Regions from separate parts of the Pan troglodytes genome. Here region 2 is linked to region 1. Evidence: chromatin contacts called from public Hi-C data. All regions are on one chromosome and are shown on one strand. The core of a region is the stretch at or near the end of the contact, and the rest is flanking DNA. Distances in the headings are between cores, read along the strand shown. Region 1 holds the start of GALNT17 (polypeptide N-acetylgalactosaminyltransferase 17). Region 2 overlaps GALNT17 (polypeptide N-acetylgalactosaminyltransferase 17).

Region 1 (3,488 bases), core at 722-3,221:
TGAAATTGAAATTTGCCTGGAAACTTCTCAATTACTCTGAGGCTGTTTCCTCTACTTTGTTTCCTGTCTCCCACTCCCAAATATGCACACACTTGAGAGTCAGCCTCAAGCACATACTTAGAGCCACTTACTGCTGCTCGGGCACCCTAGCCCAATGCCTCAGCCTCCCTGGCTTCAGTCCTGCGGCTGAGTGAATGCTCAAAAATTATTTTTGCAGAAGCTTCCATTGATTGTGCTAGCTCCATCGGTAGTGTGGTTATAATAACACCCAACTCAACTGGATACTCCATGAGATGCTCAGTAACCCAAGTTTCTTCCCACACAGCCTCTCTCTTGCCTAACATGTGTGGCTAAAAATCATCCCTTGTGCCTTTTTAACTGTTTTGTGTCCACTTTCAGGTAGATTATACAAAGCATGCGCCCTGAGGACCCGATTGCACCCAGGCAGAGAATTCCAAGCGAATGAAATAAAAAGACTATTTTTTTGCATATACATTTCTATGTTAAAAATCAAAACTTAATACACAGGCAAAAACAAAACAAGAAACCAAGCCCCAGAAAAAACCAAAACAACCGCAAAAACAAAAACAAAAACTTTAATGAGATCAAAATGATGAGGGGAAAACGACCAGCTCCGTTTAGCTTTGCTGCCTGATTTTTATTAGTTGGCGGCCTGATTTCTATTTTAGACCCAAGGAATTAAATGGATCAACGGGGAGGGGGGGGGGCGTTGAATTCCAGTATTTCGAGTTCCTGGGTTTTGGGAAGAGGAAGAGGTAGTGGAAAACCAGGAGCCAAATGAATATGCTTCTTATAATAAAATTTGAACAGAGCAGTGGGTGGGCCTAGAAGCAGTGAATGGGTAGGTTAGAATTCTCGCACGCAGAGAACCCCCTCAAGCCCGCTCACGCCCGGCCTGGCTCCGAAAGTCTCAGAATCCGAGCCTCCAGGCCAGATTTTCCCTCTAGCCATTCCTGGCCACGCAGCGCGGAGCCGCGAGCACACAGAAAAGGATGTCTTCATCGCCAACCGGGATGGAACGAACCCGCCCGCTCGGGGAGTACTGAGAACTAAAGGGTCCCTCCAGCGCCGGCCGCAGCCAGCATGCCTTGACTGCCTCCATCCCGCGCGGTCCCCACTCTCCAGAAGCCCCCGCCCTGCCCGGGTGCGCGCGCACGAGTCGGCGAGACGGGGAGCTGTGCGCTCGGCAGCCTGCGGGAGGCGGCGGCGGCCGACAGCCTCTCGGGGACAGGGTGGCGAAGAGCGGCGGAGGAGGAGCTGGCGCCGCCGCCGCTCCCCTCGGACCGCGCCCCGCCCTCCGCCGCCACCTGCGCGTCCCCTCCGGGCTCCTCAGCTCCGGGGCTGTGTGGCTCTCGGTGCCGCAGCGGCGGTGTCACCGCGTCCGCCAATTGGGAGACTCGGCGTTTGGCTCCCGGGGGCGCGGGACGAGCCGCGCGGCCGGATCTGGCGAGCGGAGGGTGATTCGGCGCGCGTACCTCCCCGCTGCGCTGCCCGCGACGTTTTGGGAGGGGGTAGAGAACTGCTGTGACTTTTGAGGTCCGACTCCTTCCGGCCAGCCTCGCGACGCGCCAGCTCCGAGACAGGCCGGTGTGCCCTGAAGGCCCCGAAGGCTCTCGGCGCGGTTTGGGGGCTTGGAACGTGTCCGGGAGCCGGCGGCGCTGTGCGCGCTGGTGAGTTTGCCGGCGGGGTGGGGTGGACCCCGCGCGGGGGGCGGAGAGGACGTAGCGCTCGGCCCGGCGCCCGCCCCCTAGTGCTGCTCCCACTTTGAGAGTAATTGAGACTTGAGCGTGACTGCGGAGCCTGGAGGATGCGGGCGCCCCGAGCGGGCTTCCCCTCTGCCCGGAGCGATGGAGCGGGTCGGTGAGCGGAACAAAGGCGCCCGCCCGGGGGAGCGGGTCTTCCGCTGAAGAGCGCGGGTGGCGCGCCGCGACGGCCGCCTGCGGGCCAGGGTGGAGGCTGTGCGGCCCCAGGCGCAGCGCGCTCCGCCGTGGGCGGGCGGCGATCCCTGAGCCCGGCACCTGCGCGCCGCTCCCTCTGCGCCTCCCGGGCAGCCCCGCCTGCCGGCCTCGGAGTCCGCGGCGCCGGCGGCTAGAGGTCCAGAGGCGAACCACTTGCTGGTGCAGAAGAGAAACCCCCAAGTTCCTGGCCTTTCGCGGAGACGCCTGGAAGGGGTCGTGCGCCGTGGACTGATCAGGCGTCTCGGGGAGCACTTCTGCAGAGCGAGGACTTCCATGTGAGCGATTCCGTTCTCCCCACCACCAACCCGACCTCCCAGCCGTCTCCGCCGCCCGAGCATCCTTGAGGTGGGACGAGCAGGGGCTTGGATCCCTGCCGGCCGTCTGGTGTGTGAGGCTTGCACGGCCCCTGGCTGCCCCGCGCCTCGCCGGAGCCCGAGGGGGCGCGGGTCCGGGGCGAGGGCCGGCCGGGCTGTTTGATGGCTTCACTGAGAAGAGTCAAAGTGCTGTTGGTGTTGAACTTGATCGCGGTAGCTGGCTTCGTGCTCTTCCTGGCCAAGTGCCGGCCCATCGCGGTGCGCAGCGGAGACGCCTTCCACGAGATCCGGCCGCGCGCCGAGGTGGCCAACCTCAGCGCGCACAGCGCCAGCCCCATCCAGGATGCGGTCTTGAAGCGCCTGTCGCTGCTGGAGGACATCGTGTACCGGCAGCTGAATGGTAAGGACGCACGCCGGCGCCTCCGGGGCTCGGCGCGGACGGGCCAGGCACAGGGTGAGCCCCAGGGTCCCTGCGCGCTGCGTCCTGTGCCTGGGAGCCGGCACATCCTGGCTCCCGCGCGCTCCTTCTTACCCTTCCTGCCCCGTTTCGGGCAGATGGCCGGGGCTGCTGGAAAGAACAACTTGCCTGATTCTTTTCTGTGCCCCACCTGCAAATTTGGTTTTATCCTGGAAACATGTCAGTACAGTTGGCTCCCGGTCCCCGCGTGCGGACTGGAAATCATTCCCTGGCGACTCCAGCCCGAGCGCAGAAACTAGTGGAGCGGCCAAATGGGACTGGAGGCGCGCGGGCAGACGTGTAGGAGGAAAATAGTGTTAGAGCCCAGCGTTTGGTGTGGTACCAGTAGGGAGCCTGGGAGATTGGAGGGCTTAGATGTCTGCAGACAAAGTCAAGGCCCCAGGTCGCGGAGCTAATGCGCTTAGGTAGTATATGGGAGGAATATGTCATCTGTCTATGAGGCGAGCTGCTCAGCTAAGAATGAGGACTCCTCCCTTCCTGCCGCCTGTGTTTCTCCTTGGGGGCTGCGGAGGGGCGATTGTTAAAGCTCAGGGTGGGCCTGCGAAGTTTCCAGAATGTAGCAAAGAGAGATGTGGCATCCCATTAGTGACAATTGTCAGAATCTGTCCCATCTAAAATGTTGTGCTCAGTACTTCAGGAGAAGAGGGAGACTTTTTATGTGCTCTCGTCACACCTGGGCCAGGTCATTGGACACTAGCTGTCCCCAACCTCAGAGTG
Region 2 (3,488 bases), core at 340-2,839, 180 kb after region 1:
TTGCAAATAGTGCTACTATGAACATGAGTGTGCAAATATCTGTTCAAGTCCCTGCTTTCATTTCTGTTTTGTTTTATTTTGTTTTGTTTTTTGAGACAGAGTCTCGCTCTGTTGCCCAGGCTGGAGTGCAGTGGCATGATCTCAGCTCACTGCAGCCTCTGCCTCCTGGGTTCATGCCATTCTCCTGCCTCAGCCTCCCGAGTAGCTGGGATTACAGGTGCCCGCCACCACAACTGGCTAATTTTTGTATTTTTAGTGGAGATGGGGTTTCACTATGTTGGGCAGGCTGGTCTTGAACTCCTGACCTCAAGTGATCTGCCCACCTTGGCCTCCCAAAGTGCTGGGATGACAAGCGTGAGCCACCACCCCTGGTCCCTGCTTTCATTTCTTTGGGGTTTATGCCCAGAAGTAAAATTCCTGGATCCTGTGGTAATTCTATGTTTAACTTTTTGCAGAACCGCCATACTGTTTTCCGTAGGGATTGCAGCATTTTGCATTCCCATCAGCCGTGCACAAGGTACCACTTTCTCCACATCCTTGCCAACACTTGTTATTTTGTTTTCTTGACAGTAGCCATTTTAATGGGTGTGAGGTGGTATCTCATTGTGGTTTATGTCACATTTTTGAGTATACGTTTTACCCTGCTGGGTATATGTTATTACACTAGGTGCTGGCTTACAGAGGCAATAAGACCCACTTTCTGCCATGAGAGAGGAAACTCACAATCTGTTGGAGGAGACGAGCATCTAAACGGAAAATTATAATACAGCTTATCAAGTGCTATGATAGAGACAGGTCTTAAGAGAGCAGAGAGTGGATGCAATGGAGGAAGACTTCCTGGTCTTCATAGCCCCACCTCTAGGAAGTCTTCCTTGGTTGCACCCACTCTGTGCTCCGTTAAGACCTGTCTCTGGAGTAGCAGTAGAGTTCCTACTCAACTTCTCATTTTCTGATTCCTTCTACCAAGTTAGGCATACTCATTAGAAGGAACCAGAAAATGAGAAGTTAAATCTGAAGTCCAAGTGGTTGGTGAGTATTGGTTAGAGCACTATTTTTAGAATAGAACAATGCTTATGAGTGAAGCATTTTTTTTTTCTTTTCATTTGTGCATTTCTCTGGCTCTGGGAGATTGTAAAGATTACTTCATTGGGATGCTTAGCTCACAGTTTCTGGTTATTAGAAAGAGGCCACACTGAGACCTTTGGGAGAAAAGGGGCACAGCAAGTGGGTAGGTGGGACGTGCCTCACTGAGCCTGATTCAGGGGTCTTGTGTGTTTTCCATTTCATCCAATTCTGGGAAGTCTGAAGGCTCCGGGTCAGAGGGGAGTTTGTTGCATGGGGACAGTTGTCTGGAAAGCTCAGTGACAAAGTAGCAAATAGGAGCAAGGAAACAAAGTATATAAAGACCTGCTATTTAGGAATGGCACTATTCTTGTCGTGGTGACTCACATTTGTCAAGCCTTGAAGGATATTTGCAGAGGAAGAAAGAAGCATTGGATTGCAGCTTGGAGGGAGCAGATCCTGGCTGCCAGTGCCGGGACCAAGGCAGCGTGTGATCTCACCCGTGTTGCCAAGGGTCATCCCACACCCAGACTGTTCGGTTTCCATTCTCATTCCTTGGCATTGCCTTTTATAGAACTGCTTTCAAAAGAGGCATTGGGGCTGATGTCACAGGATCACTATGTGTTTCTCAGGAGTAGGGAGGGAATGAATAGAATTTTTCTGAACATTCTGTACCAAATTCACTGCCCTCCCTCCATTTGATTTAGGACTTATATCTTCAGCATCCTCTCTTTGTTAGGCTCCTCTGTCTGTCCCCCTGGCTAGATCAAGAGCCCCTCTGTATCCCCAGAACCTTGCAGCTTCAGGCACTTTGCACGAGATAAATAAACATGGATGCAATGAGAAAAGGGATGTGACGGGTATTGGGGAAGACAAGCCAGCAACTGCTCTGGGCTCTGCTTTGGAAGTGCCTTTCATTTCTCTTTAGTTTTTTTGTTTTTTTTTTTTGAAATGGAGCCACGCTCTGTTGCCCAGGCTGGAGTGCAGTGGCACGATCTCAGCTCACTGCAACCTCTGCCTTTCGGATTCAATGGATTTCTTATGGCTCAGCCTCCCAAGTAGCTGGATTACAGGCAAGCACCATTACGCCTGGGTAATTTTTGTATGTTTAGTAGAGACGGGGTTTCACCATGTTGGCCATACTGGTCTCGAACTCCTGACCTCAGGTGATCTGCCCACCTCGGCCTCCCAAAGTGTTGGGATTACAGATGTGAGCCACTGTGCCCAGCTCATTTCTTTTTACTCTCTATCCACCACTTGTCCTAGCTCAAATCCTTTTGAGTCTGACTTGGACAGCTGATGTGACCCTCTACCTAGTCTTTTTTCCCTTCAGCACCATTTTTCCAACTCTTGTCAGAGTCATTTTTATGCTGTCATTGCATCCAGACCTGATCATTTCTTTTCTCTTTCCTACTCAAAACCTTTCTTGGTTCACTGTGACTCAGTGAATAAATCCATGACCCTTGGCAGTCTAATTCCTGTTTGTCTTTCCAGCCTCGCCATCCTGCCCAGCTACCTCCCTCCCATCTCATTCCCTGCTAAATTTGCTTCTTCCTTATGTGAGTTGAGGCACACGCTTTCCCTTCTGCTGGGAAGGAGTTTCCACCCCTCCGAGACCACATCCAAATGTTATCTCCTTGAGGAAGCCATGCATGCTCCCTGCCGAGACCAAGGAGAGAAAACCATGCCTTCGTCTGGGTTCGCATAACTTTTGTCTACACTTTCGTCGTGTCATTTACTGCAAAAGTTGTCCCCCAAGCTATCCTTTTATTTACATTTGCTTATTAATTTCAAGAATTATTTGAGATAGTATTCAAATTACATACTAGAGGAATATTCCTATGAATATAGGATATTATAATGATAATAAGAGTTATATTAAGGAATTCCCATAATAAAGGGTGGAGGGAGAGTGGGGATGAATTTGGGGTCATGTAAACACAAACTGCATATGCTGTGATGTTTAGCACATTTGCCAGAAATGTTTAGAATACTTATTTCTAAACTTGGACCTCTACTTTCTACCAGCCGACACTAAGAGAGAAATATATTGATATGATTTGGCTGTGTCCCCACCCGGATCTCATCTTGAATTCCCACGTGTTGTGGGAGGGACTTGGTGGGAGGTAATTGAATCATGGGGGCAGGCCTTTCCCATGCTGTTCTCGTGATAGCGAATAAGTCTCACAAGATCTGATGGTTTTATAAGGGGGAGTTTCCCTGCACAAGCTCTCTCTTTGCCTGCCGCCATCTGTGTAAGACGTGACTTGCTCCTCCTTGCCTTCTGTCATGATTGTAAGGCCTCCCTAGCCATGTGGAACTGTAAGTCCATCAAACCTCTTGCTTTTGTAAATTGCCCAGTCTCAGATATGTCTTTATCAGCAGCATGAAAACAGAAGAATACATATATCATCCATATGGTTCAC

Evidence for each region. Hi-C and Micro-C count contacts between places; a contact is called where the count stands out from the background.
Region 2: a Hi-C map of stem cell-derived neural progenitor cells shows a contact between it and region 1, with 3 times the contacts expected there. The contact joins the enhancer-like site here to the promoter of GALNT17 in region 1. A contact is called at or near these places in 1 of 7 Hi-C or Micro-C datasets (stem cell-derived neural progenitor cells) and 1 of 1 datasets of contacts at active chromatin or transcription factors (stem cell-derived excitatory neurons).

What each region holds. Positions count from the first base shown.
Region 1 is chr6:79,753,461-79,756,948 of NHGRI_mPanTro3-v2.0_pri, forward strand. GALNT17 (polypeptide N-acetylgalactosaminyltransferase 17) reads left to right here and starts at 1,972. Exons shown (of 11, transcript XM_016957563.4): 1 at 1,972-2,693. The coding sequence starts at 2,456.
Region 2 is chr6:79,929,877-79,933,364 of NHGRI_mPanTro3-v2.0_pri, forward strand. The region is part of intron 1 of GALNT17 (polypeptide N-acetylgalactosaminyltransferase 17); the gene reads left to right. Among named protein-coding and RNA genes, the nearest start is that of GALNT17, 180 kb to the left of the region's middle. Within about 2 kb of position 1,590, at least 9 of the 24 cell types and tissues checked have an H3K27ac peak or open chromatin away from gene starts, as enhancers often do. A contact at or near this core is called in stem cell-derived neural progenitor cells, where this site is marked.